Linked DNA regions of Cricetulus griseus: region 2 is linked to region 1. Evidence: chromatin contacts called from public Micro-C data. All regions are on one chromosome and are shown on one strand. Each heading gives the region's core, a stretch centred on a gene start, on an enhancer-like site or on the middle of the called end of the contact. The rest is flanking DNA. Distances are from core to core; before and after follow the strand shown.

Region 1 (5,902 bases), core at 3,339-5,838:
CTATGCAGCCACGAGGACCTGGATCTTGATCTCCAGAACCCATGGCAAGAAACATTTGCACATGGTTTTATGTGTATGTAATCACTGTGCTGGTGGGGGCAGCTATCTGGCCAGCCAGCCTCACCATGTTGACCAGTTCCAGGTAAAATGAGAGAACTTGTCTTGAAAAACAAGCTGGGCGGTTCCTGAAGAAGAACACTCAAAATGACCTCTGGCCTCTACGTACATGTCCACAAATGTGCAAACACAAACATATATGTAAACACACATGTCCAAAGACAGACACACACACACACACCACATTAAAAAACGATTTGAGCTAGGGTGGTGGTGATGGTGCACACCTTTAATCCAAGCACTTAGGAGCCAGAGGCAGGTGGATTTCTGAGTTGGAGGCCGGCCTGGTCTACAGAGGGAGTTTCAGGGCAGTTAGGGCCACACAGAGAAACTCTGTCTTGATAAAACAAACAAAAAATGATTTGAAGGTAGGGGAATGATGGTTCCCCAAGCTGACTTTTTTTTCCCTTCCCAAATTGTTCAGGGTGTCTGAGGAGGGGCACAGGTGGCCTTGGGCCAACACACCAACACAACACACATGTTGACCCCAGCTCCCCAGTTCTGGGAAGCCTTGGAGGAAATCCTTTGGCACCAATCAAGTAAGCAAACACACACCCAAACAAAACAGCACGAGAAGTCCCACACCAAAAAGTTTCCACTTGCAAACATGTTTTTGTCACGGCCAAAGGTTTAGGATTGCAACATTTGGGCGTCTTTGGCCCTAAACTTGAGGACTCTGCAGTTTTCCCAAAGCACCTAAAATAAAGAATTCTCTTTGGCAAAAACAGTATGTTTGTAAACAGAGCGGTTTTATTTTTGAGAAACTCAATTCCCCCTTAGATGTAGCAGATTTTGAATGATGTCCTGAGGCGATTTTCCATCTGCCTTGCTCACTCCAGATTGTCGCACAGGTAAAGTGCATCTCTTCCTCGCCTGTGTGTGGTTTTCATTAGCTGGGTGTGTGTCTGGAATGCGGGCTTGTTGGCCTTCTGCCGGGATCCTTCTGATGGTGGAGAGAAAGGTCCATAGATGAGGCCCTGGATGCTCCCAGACTGGGTTTCTGGTGCCAGGGATCCCGAGACTGGAAGCATCCCAGAGGGGTCAGAACTTCTCCACGCATGGCCGGAAGCCTGCTTCGCTTCACAGCAACTTCAAGTCTGAATGGTTTGTTTTCTAACTGCTTCTCTAAGTCAATTCACTGCTGAAGACGTGTTCTCTCTCAGCTCTCAGCAGCAAAGGCGTTGTTCATTTTCCCCTCATCTCTCTATCAGCCCTGTTTGAAGGGAAAGCCAGAGCAGCCTGGGCTTCCTAAATGATGCTGAGAATAATTCTCCTTCAGTAGGCATCTCAGCCCAGGTCTGCGTAGGGGATGGAGGTGTTAGGAAACACGTTTCTCACCCTCTCCACAGAGCCTCCTTTTGTCTGTGTTACCTGTGTGTATCATCTGTCTCTCTGTCTCTACCTATCTGTCTGTCAGTCTGTCTATTATCATCCTCTATCTTATCACCTATCATCTATCTATCTATGTATCTATCTGTATCTATTATCCATCCATGTTTACGAGAGAGAGAGAGAGAGAGAGAGAGAGAGAGAGAGAGAGAGAGAGAGAGAATTATGAGAAGGCACCTAGCACAATTGGCTCACTCACTCAGGGAGGCCGGGAGATGCCATAACACACAGGTAGAGAAGCAGGGAAGTCATTTGTGTGGCACAATGTGAGTTGATGGTGTAACTGTCAGCCTGGCGCTGTGAGCCCTTGATCCTTGGGGCCACTGGTGTGAGTCCTGGAGTTCGAAGTCTGCAGAAACTGACCCAGGGCAGAACACAGCCTGAACTGCACTTTCCCCACCTTTTATTGCCATTTGGAACCCAAGTGACTGGATGGTGTCTATCCACATGAACTCAGTCTGCAGACTCAGAGAGAGCTTCATCTCTCCACAGACACTGTGGGCAGCTCACTGATTCCCAGCAGACAACAGGTCACCTGGGCCTTCCTTCAGCACAGGCTCAGAGCCCGCCCACAAAACCAGGACGGGGCTATAGACCAGTGGTAGAGCTCTTTGCCTAGTAAGCCCAAGGACCTAGCACTGCTGGAAAATGAAGATGAATTCAGTCTTTATCATTGTCAGACTCCCTGGATCCAGCTAAGCTGATAATCTAGGCCTTCATAACGCTATTCCCAGCTTAAAATACCCCATCTGAAAGCCTAAGATAGTAAGTGTAATTGTTTGATTCTTCATAGGAGGATATATATATACATATATATATATATGTATATATATATCATAGTATATGCATTTATGCAGTAGAATGTATACTGTATGATATGTATGTATATACCATATACACAGTAGGTGTATTTAAAACTCAACCAATCGACCTGTTCTGGGTATTTTGTATGAATGGAACACTCCACAATCTAGTTGTATCCTTCTTCCTTCACTTAGCATTGCCTCATCCACCTGTCAGTCATACCCAAGCAAGTTTCCCTCCACCTCTCGTGTTCATCTGAGCTCAGTAGATCTTGGAAGGAAGTGAATCTCACAAAAACGGGTTTCTAAATCTCCAGCGCCTTCCACCAGTGAGGGGTCCAGAGGTCTCCTGGGGTAACAGTGGGAGCAGTGGTATCCTAAAGACTCAGGTGGGAAAAGAGTGGTTAGTCAGGACATGCTTTTAGTGTATAGCTGCACTAAATTTGCTATAAGCACACACACACATCAATGGTTTGCTATGGCTTTCCCTTTTACAGTTGTCTTCATTTACTAAGGTTATCATTCCCATTGCTTTGCTGGTTGTATCATTTCCATTCTTTACCATGCTGTATTTTATGACCATCTTTTGAAAGTGAGGGAATTTCTCCAGGAACTAGAACACTGAGCAGCTCCTAGGCCGTCCCAGAAGTACTGTGGCAGCAATTCTATGTTGACACTAGGTGGCGCTCATGTGCTACTGCAAGAGGCTCTAATGCGCAAAAGTGTTTGGCAAACGAAATTGCCTTCCTTGTGTGTAAGCTCAGAGACTGGTCCCGTGAGCGGCATGTGCCTCTTGGGATATAGATTATTTCAGCCCCCTTCTCTTTCTTTAACTATTTTTTTTAAAGTGCTGTTTTTGTTTGTTGTTTGTTTTTTTTTTTTTTTTTTTTTTTTTTTTTTTTTGACTTTGGCCTCCTGGCTAAGCAAAAGCTCTAGGGTTAGGTCAAGTGCAAATACTATTTCTTCATTGGCTGCTCCATGGCTTTGGGTAAGTCACTTAGCTTCAGTTTTCACAGCCATAACACAAGATCAATAGTGTACTCCAGTCTAGTAGGGTGGCTGTGAGAGTGAGTATCTGTGTTCAAACACAAAGTGTCCTGTGAGTAGCTCTGTGTTCAAACACAAAGTGTCATGTGTTCGCTGTTTTGTTACTTGTTACGGCTTCCCAGATCTCCTAGATGCCAGTTCAAGGACCTGCATTACCCAAGCTGCCCAAGGATCTTTGCGCTCTCGATACAGAGTTTCTGCTTCTGCCCTTTTGGTGTGCACTCAGGGACGGGATGCTGGCGGGGCAGGGGTGGGTTGATTGTTGATCTGGAGACTTCCCAGGCTCTGCTCTTCATAGTACTGCTTTCCGGTATTTAGTGGTAGCCACAGACGAATGCGAGCTGCCTCATCCTCCACCAGACAGTGGATGGTGGCAGAGCTGCCGAACCCTGTGGCTTTGATGAAAAGTGGTGCGCAGACAACTGGTTCCTCAGTGGCTATGGCTAGGTGTTCCATGTTTTCCAGGGCCCACCAGCATGCTGGGGGCCTTTCTTTTTAATGCTCTATAGTTGTTTGACACAACTTTGCAGTTTCTATAATCTTCCACCAGCCCACCCACTCCCCACATTTGCTTCTCTCATGCCTATTGATTTTAGAAAGAAAGGAAGCACTGTCTCTGTCTGTGTTTGTTTGAACATACATGTGTGGGAAATCGCCTGCAGTCCTCTGGGTAGCACCAGGGCCCCTCATCCTTTCCTCTCCCACTCTGCTGCACCAGAATCACGTTTCTTGGTTGTGGAATCCTAAACTCCTAAACTCCGCAGTTCTTGCTTTGGTTTCACTGGGATTCTTTCCTGATCATGAGGGCTGCTGAGTCAGAAGGCCCAGGAGCCTGGGACTTTGGTAGAACCTATCTAACTTTTTGTCTCCCGCCCAAACTGCATCCTTTGTATTGCTGGTTATAGGGTATGAAACGTGTTCCCTCCTGGGAAGTAATATTTCTCAGACCCCAAAGGAATTGACTAGGTGTGGCACGTTCTCTGTTTAGGAGGGATAAGACACAGGAATTTGTTTTTTTCCTTGGCTAGGTTGCCCTGGAATGCCCCAGATCTAGACCTTTGCCAGTGATAGGCTGGACTCAAATCCCCGGTGACATTACTTCCCACTCTGTAAATTGCAAGAGTTCGACTTCCGAGGCCCCTAGCATTTTTCCACTTCTTACTCCTCAGGCCTGACTCACAGGATGTTGTCACCAGGCTGACATCCTTCAGTGGTCCAGCTGGGCCTTGTCTCCTCAGACTGTATTATGACAGAGAGGGGAGTGCTGGCAGGGCCCTGGGTCAACACTGTAAGGGAATACTATTGTCTCTTTTGGGCAAACATGGTTGGTCCCTGAGCCTTGTGTTTTGGCAGAGATGAAAAGAACTCACTTTGCAGATCAAAGGCTGCACACCAGGTACCTGAGCCTGTGATTTAGTGATGATTCAGCACCTGGCAGGAGGCCTCCCAGCAGCTGGCAGTCTGGGGTGGACAGTTTAGGATCCCCCAGCGCCCATCTGCTCTCTACAGGGAGTGCCTTGCTTAATCAGGAAGTGACTCCATAGGGACTGCATGTCTGCAGCCTTGATGCCAGGAATTATTCCAAGCTTTAAGTCCCAGTCACTGCCCTCACCCCTGGCCCAGGCTGGGAGATTGTTATGGGCTAGGAGCACTCTCTGAAATCTCACTGATGGGTCCCAGTGTGGGTGTTTGCCACTAACAAATACGCATATTGCTACCAAACAGACAATTGGAAGCAGGTGGGGTATTTAACTGTGAACCGAGCAGGCGCCAGGCCTGGTCTTGGATGCCAGTGTTGACCAAGGAGGCGCTGGCATGGTTTGAAGACAATATGTCAGGTTTCTAGAGCTGGTGCCAATCATTTTGAGTCTGAAAACTTATTTAGGTCTAGAAATTGGACTAAGGACCTTCAAAATGTGACTCTTATTTATAGAGTCTTTAAAAAGATAATTACATTCAAGTGAGGCCATTAGGGTAGACCCTTATGTGACATGAACATTATCTTTAGAAGAGACTACAGCACAGACACACAGAGATGGACATGTGACAGGGAAACCATGACACCTGGAAACCAAGGAGATTGTAATAGGTCTTAAGGGGAACCAGCCCTACTGACAACTTGTGAGATGGTTAATTTTGTGCCCATTTAATTGGATTAAGGCATGAGCATGTAGCTTGTAAAACCTTTCAAGCTATGTCTGTGGGAGGGCAGCAGAGAATAGCTCACATCAATTCCCACAGGCACCACCGAGTCCACTGAGGGTCAGACAGATGAAATGTGGGAGAAATGGTGAATTCATCCCAGATGTCTGTGACAGGGACATCTGCCTTCGACTGCTTCTCTCAGACATCGGATCTTCTGTATCTTGAGTCTTTGCACTGTAGACTGTATTGCAGCAGCCAACTCCAGTCCACCACCACGTGGTTCTCAGCCCTTCAGCCTTGGTTTGAATTATGCTATATGCTTTTCTGGGTCTCAAGTCTGTAGGCAGCTGGCTTGTGTAGCTAGTCTTCATAGCTAAGCTTGTGCACATCTCTCTATGTAG
Region 2 (5,559 bases), core at 1,140-3,639, 880 kb after region 1:
GTTGCAGATCATGGATGACATCTTTGTTTTCTATTGAAAGATAACTGAGCCTGGATGCTGTTTAAAGTAGGGGAATATGTTTAGGTATTTAGACCATGGTTTTGAAGGCTGGAAATGTAAGGCTGAGTGGCCTCATCTGTTTGGACTGTGGTAAAGGCCTGAGACAGCAGTGTATGTGGAAGAAGCCACCAGGTGACACCAGAATCATGGGATAGATGGATTACTTAGGGACGGGAGAGCACAAAAGAGGTAACATCACTCCATGCCACCCCTGAGCCTGGGAAACCCCAGACTCCCGTTATTCTGCCACTGTTAACTACACTGCTACCAAGCCCATAAGGGAGTCCGCACCCTGCCCAGCTGTGTGAGGAATTTGCCTCCTTCTCCTCCTCCTCCTCATCCCCCTCCTCCTTCTCTTCCTCCTCCATCTCTCTGTAAGTGTGGGTGGGAAACATGCTGAAGGCAAAGAGCACTGCACTTGGTGTTTGGGGGACTTTCAAGTAAATGTTTAAATCAAGGTCTTGTCCCTGAGATCATGATAGCCCAGCCCAGGGGGCTGGGCCCATGAGCTCCCTATGTGCTCTAAAGGAGAGGGACCCATCCATATGTCTGAGGCTGGGCAATGGAGATAGAAACTGTATGCTGGGTTGGTGATGTGATTGCCAGTATGAAGACCTGAGTTTGATCACCAGAACTCATGTTTTCAGAAGTTGGGTTGGAGGCATGCACTGGAGAGACAGAGAGGCAGGTACCTAGCCCACAGGGAAAGTTCCAGGCCAATGAAAAACCAATCTCAAAACCAAAAAGGTGGGTGGCACTTGAAGAACAATAGCCAAGGTTGTCCTCTGGCCTGCATACATGAACACACACACACACACACACACACACACACACACACACACACACACACACACCTCACATGTCCTGATTGTAAAAGAGGGAGATGTCCTAGTGACTGGGGCCCAGTCTGGTTTTTCTCTTCTCCCTGAAAACCTTTTTCAGGGAGTCTAGACTCCTGACTTTCTTCAGTGGCCCCTTTGGCTCTAGGTTCTTAGATGCTCAGGAAGGAGATTTAATTATGTCTCTAAGAATTACCCCACCCAGAGCACAGCATCACCAAAGCCTGGCTTTACCTTGATATTTTCCTTCTTTTTTCCATGGTAGACATCATACCACAGGAGTTAATATTTACTGCTAGGAACATCTGCTCAGATCATAGGCTGGACCACCACCTGGAGTTTCCGGCCTTCAGTGTTTTGCCTGTTTAACCATCCCCATCCCAATAATGAAGGAGCCACTGACACTGGGCTCTTAGACAGGTACCTGGTCCCGCCTGGTCCACACCCCCACCCCACTCCATCCTGTCTCCTACTCTTACCACCTGTACCCATTCTTCCCACACTCTCAGGCTTCTGGAGGGACTTGAAGACTATACAAGAGGGAGAATTCTTTGTAACCTAAGACATTTACCCTGTGTTTGACGTGTTCTCTTTGTTATCTGTGTCTTGATTCCATTTGCCATGGAACTCCTCACCTCCTCATGTCCTTTATTCTCCAAGAAAAAAAAATGTGCTGTAGTTGCCAACCACTGTCCAGCACAGTCCTCAAAGCAGAACAACCGCCATCTTCCTCAGAGGTGTGTCTGCTTGTAAGAGACCATCCCTGTCTCTTACAATGTTCCATCGAGGAGGGGGGGGGGAGCAGGCTCTTCATCTGAGAGTCCAGACACTCCATCCAGCCATCCGTAGGCACTTCAGCCCTAGCTGTATGTGATCTCTCAAGAGCTACCAGAGTATGCAAGCTGGAGAATATTAACTGAGGGGTCTACCTCATCCATACAGAGTGAAGACTGCCCAGCGCGACTAACAAACCCCTCACCAATGCTCTATCAGTAATCCCAGTAAACTCATAGATTCCCCAGGTTGAATTTGGTAAATTGTACTTGAGTTCGTTATTGGAGCCTTATAAGGAGGGAGTGGACATTGTTTACACTTCCCAAGAAAAAGCATTTTCCCTACAGTTGGTGCCTGCTTGGAGGTCCTACCTGGTCAGTGACCAATGCCTGAGCTACAGAGGCTACTGAATACCCATTTCACTTTGGCTTCACCACCTTGGGGACCTGTGACAGAGTTAGAGCCTGTGTGAAGGGCACATGTAGGGATGATAGAATTAGTTGTTGGCCCTGGAGAAAGGGTATGGCTTGAGATCAAAGAAATTTTGCTAAGGGATTCCTCCTAGGAGACATCCCTTAGTCTCCCGCTGTGGGGTGGAGTGGAGGTAGGGGTGTCTGCTTGCAGGCAAAGGTCACCAGGGTGAATGCAATACCTTGAAAAGATGCTCCTGGGCTGGAAGCCACTGAATTCTCCACTTACTTACCGGGTACTTTTCATCTTCAAAGCCCTATGCCTCAATTAAGCAATTAATAGGTCTGGTCATGTCCACAGCGCTCCAAAAATAAGGCTGGTGGGGCTTTGCTTTTCCTCCAGGAGACACGCTTCCTCGAGGAGCCCAGGGAAGCCCAGAGAAGATAGCCAGGGTCCTACCCCTCAGACCTCCACTTTAGACCAGTTTAAACTGGGCAAGGAGGTAGAGGAAACACACACAGGTTGTGGTCTGCTGCCCCCTGGAGGGTGTCCTGATAACAGCAAGCAAGTGGACCCACATAAACAATGCCTCCAGTGATAGGAAGAAAACAGCTGTTTTTGTCTGCGAAGAAGTCTCTGGCCGGCCAGAGCCTTTTTAAAATGGAGAAAATACTAACCCAGAACACAATAACTCGCCTCTCTTCTCAGTCACAGCCTAGACAGACGGTGTTGATATTTTGTTAACAAGTTCCTTGGGCCTTCAGAGTAAAATGAGAGGACTCCTGAATTAATGGGTGAAAACTCCCCTTCATACATCAGAGGAGGAAAGGAAGGTAATTGCCCTCAATATTTATTTTTGATTTGGAAAAATACAAAGCAAGAGTCTTTGAAGAAGTCAAGATCTGATTATAATTCTAGGCTCTGTGCCAGTGGGATAAATTGTCTGACAGATTTTCCCAGCATTATCGACTCCCTTTGCATCTGACGCCAATGGCCCAGCATGGTACAAAGGGCTCAGGACAGGGTGTCATTCCTGCATCACTGGTGATAGCCTGGTCAACCCCAGCATTGGCATCTATGACCTGTGAGTGTTCAACTCTGAGGTCTTGCCTGCTCTCTGTGTCCTCATGATTTAGTGTCCCAGGCTGGCATGTCTAGGACTTCTTGACTTAGACAAATAAACAAATGAATAAGCAAACAAATATTTAAAGAGGACACACACTCAAGATGTACACACACACTTCAGGCTGTATGTACTCTCTTCGTTGGACTTTAAGATGGACAGAACTTTCTGCTAGCCCAGCCTGGAGTCACGGTGAACCAAAGGGAGTCCATCTGCAGTAGATCCCTGGACTGAGAGTCAGTCAACAGTATTCCAAGAGAGGTGGGGAAACAGCCAAGAGGCAGGCACGCTGGCTCAGTTGGCTAAGCCAGAGCTGGTGGAAGGATGCAAGTGGTTATGACCGAGGCTGTGGTGTGAGCCAAACGTGGGTGCTGGAGCCCTGCCCCTGCTCCCCAGGGAGCTCAGGTTAGTGGGCATTTAGGGCTAGGACAGTACAAGATGATGCAGAAGGGGTCGGGACTCAGCAATGAGAGCACCACTACTAATTGCCCTGTGAGTCGGTGGATATTGGCTCAGCCACACTGCCAAGCAAAGAAGGGTGGCTCCCGATACAGACGGATGATATTGCCCTGAGCGCAGATTTGTTTTCAGTTGACACCCAGAGTGACCCAAACACTCTCCCAGAAAGCCCAGTTTTAAGAAGGTATGACAGGCCATCATGGAAGAGGCTTGTCCAAAGCCATTGGGCCAGGCATACAATAACCAAATCCCAGCAGCTGAGTCCAGCTGCCGTCTATCCAAATTCAATTTTCTACTGGAAATGGAAACAAGCCAAGTCCAGGTAAACTCAGGACATGGCAGAGCAGCAACTGACACAGTAAAGACATTGTCACTAGTGAGCACAGCTAGGTCCCCACAATCTAGGATGTGACCTTCTGGGTCCCCACCAACCTGGGAGGATGGTGACATGACACAGCTAGTTGCTGCTCAAACACTTTTTGGATGGGGGTTTATTGCACAACTACAGGATAATGCCATTTTAGTATTTGTCTTACAAATGGGGAAACTGAGGCACAGCACAGTCAGGTGACTTGCCTAAGCTCCCAATGCAGCGGCAGTGTAGATCTGAACCCATTTGTCTGTCTCTCTGGTTCTACATGCCAGGGTTCTAGCTGCGATGACAGCCGGAGCAGCCAAACGTATCATCTGGAGAGTGTGATGGAGAACGACTGTTGCCAAGAAGTGACCGTGGTCACCCTGGGAAGCCGGAGTATGGCGAGGAGGCAATGCTCCCCACAGCCCTGGAGCTGGGATCTCTGTGTCAGAAGCCACTGCAGATCCATGCTCAGCCATGGTCTTGTTTTCTGTGACTCCGTGTTTCGCTAGGTAGAAACTTCTGTATGTGTCAAATGAAGAGAATATATAAACACATGCTGTTTGTGTGTGTGCTTTAAATTTTATTTATTTTAATTTTTTTGTCTACGCCAAATAACGAGTGTCCATATGAGCCCATAGCATACTCCTCCCACTGTGCTCAGCCCTGCTGAGAGCAATCCCTAAGAGGAAGAATGAAGGAGTGCATTCAGGAGAGCTCAGGGAGGAGGGCACTGCGGGAGACGATGCCGGTTGGGAAGCAACACCCGTCTTGGGCATGAACTGGCTTTTTTGGAGCCCATTTCCTATTGTGGGTTACTTTGTTCAGCCTTGATACAGGGAGGAGGGGCTTGGTCCTGCCTTGACTTGGTATGCCAAACTTTGTTGACTCCCCAAGGAAGGCCTTACCACCTCTGAGGAGTGGATGGGGTGTGGGAAGGGTGGCAGGTGGGGGGCAGGAGAAGGGGAGGGAGGGGGAACTGGGGTTGGTATGTAAAAATGAAAAATAAAAAAAGATTTAAATAAAAATAAAGCAATGCAATTCTAAGGTTTAAAAGAGAGAAAGAAAGAAATATTATCACAAAGAAAAGAAAGAAATTAGACTTAAAACACCGAGGACATGTAGAGTTCTTCCCAGAGACAAGATGAGCATTACCCATGATCCTCAGATTGGCTCCTGCTTAGCAGGTATGAAACCTGAGCAGAGGGAGGACTTGTCTGATATGGGGAGCAAAGCTGGGGGAATGGGCCCAGGTACCACCCCACGATCATTCTGCTCTCACGGAATGGGAAGAGAGGGAGGAGTGTCTTGGTCACGGCTTCCTTCTCCACAATGCAGAGTCAGAGTCCATGGCCTGGTCTCCTTGTCACAATGTGTGGTGTGGTTAGAGCCACTTAGAGTCAGATTTGGGGGAAGAGCTGGAGATCCCTCACGGCTGGAGCTGGGACAACTTGTGAACACATGAATGAACACACAGTGACGGGTCACAAGTGACCAACCCAAGCCAGGTAGCCATATTTTGTCTTGTTTCTTGAGAC

Evidence for each region. A called contact is a pair of places that touch in the nucleus more often than the background predicts.
Region 2: a contact with region 1 is called in a Micro-C map of the CHO-K1 cell line, with 2.7 times the contacts expected there. The contact joins the promoter of LOC113835651 here to the enhancer-like site in region 1. A contact is called at or near these places in 2 of 8 Hi-C or Micro-C datasets (the CHO-K1 cell line and liver).

What each region holds. Positions count from the first base shown.
Region 1 is chr4:4,330,178-4,336,079 of CriGri-PICRH-1.0, forward strand. No RefSeq gene overlaps it. Among named protein-coding and RNA genes, the nearest start is that of Mir802, 85 kb to the right of the region's middle. Within about 2 kb of position 4,589, at least 2 of the 6 cell types and tissues checked have open chromatin away from gene starts, as enhancers often do. A contact at or near this core is called in the CHO-K1 cell line, where this site is marked.
Region 2 is chr4:5,216,412-5,221,970 of CriGri-PICRH-1.0, forward strand. LOC113835651 (histone H1-like protein HC2) reads right to left here and starts at 2,390. Exons shown (of 2, transcript XM_027415752.1): 1 at 2,377-2,390. The coding sequence starts at 2,390.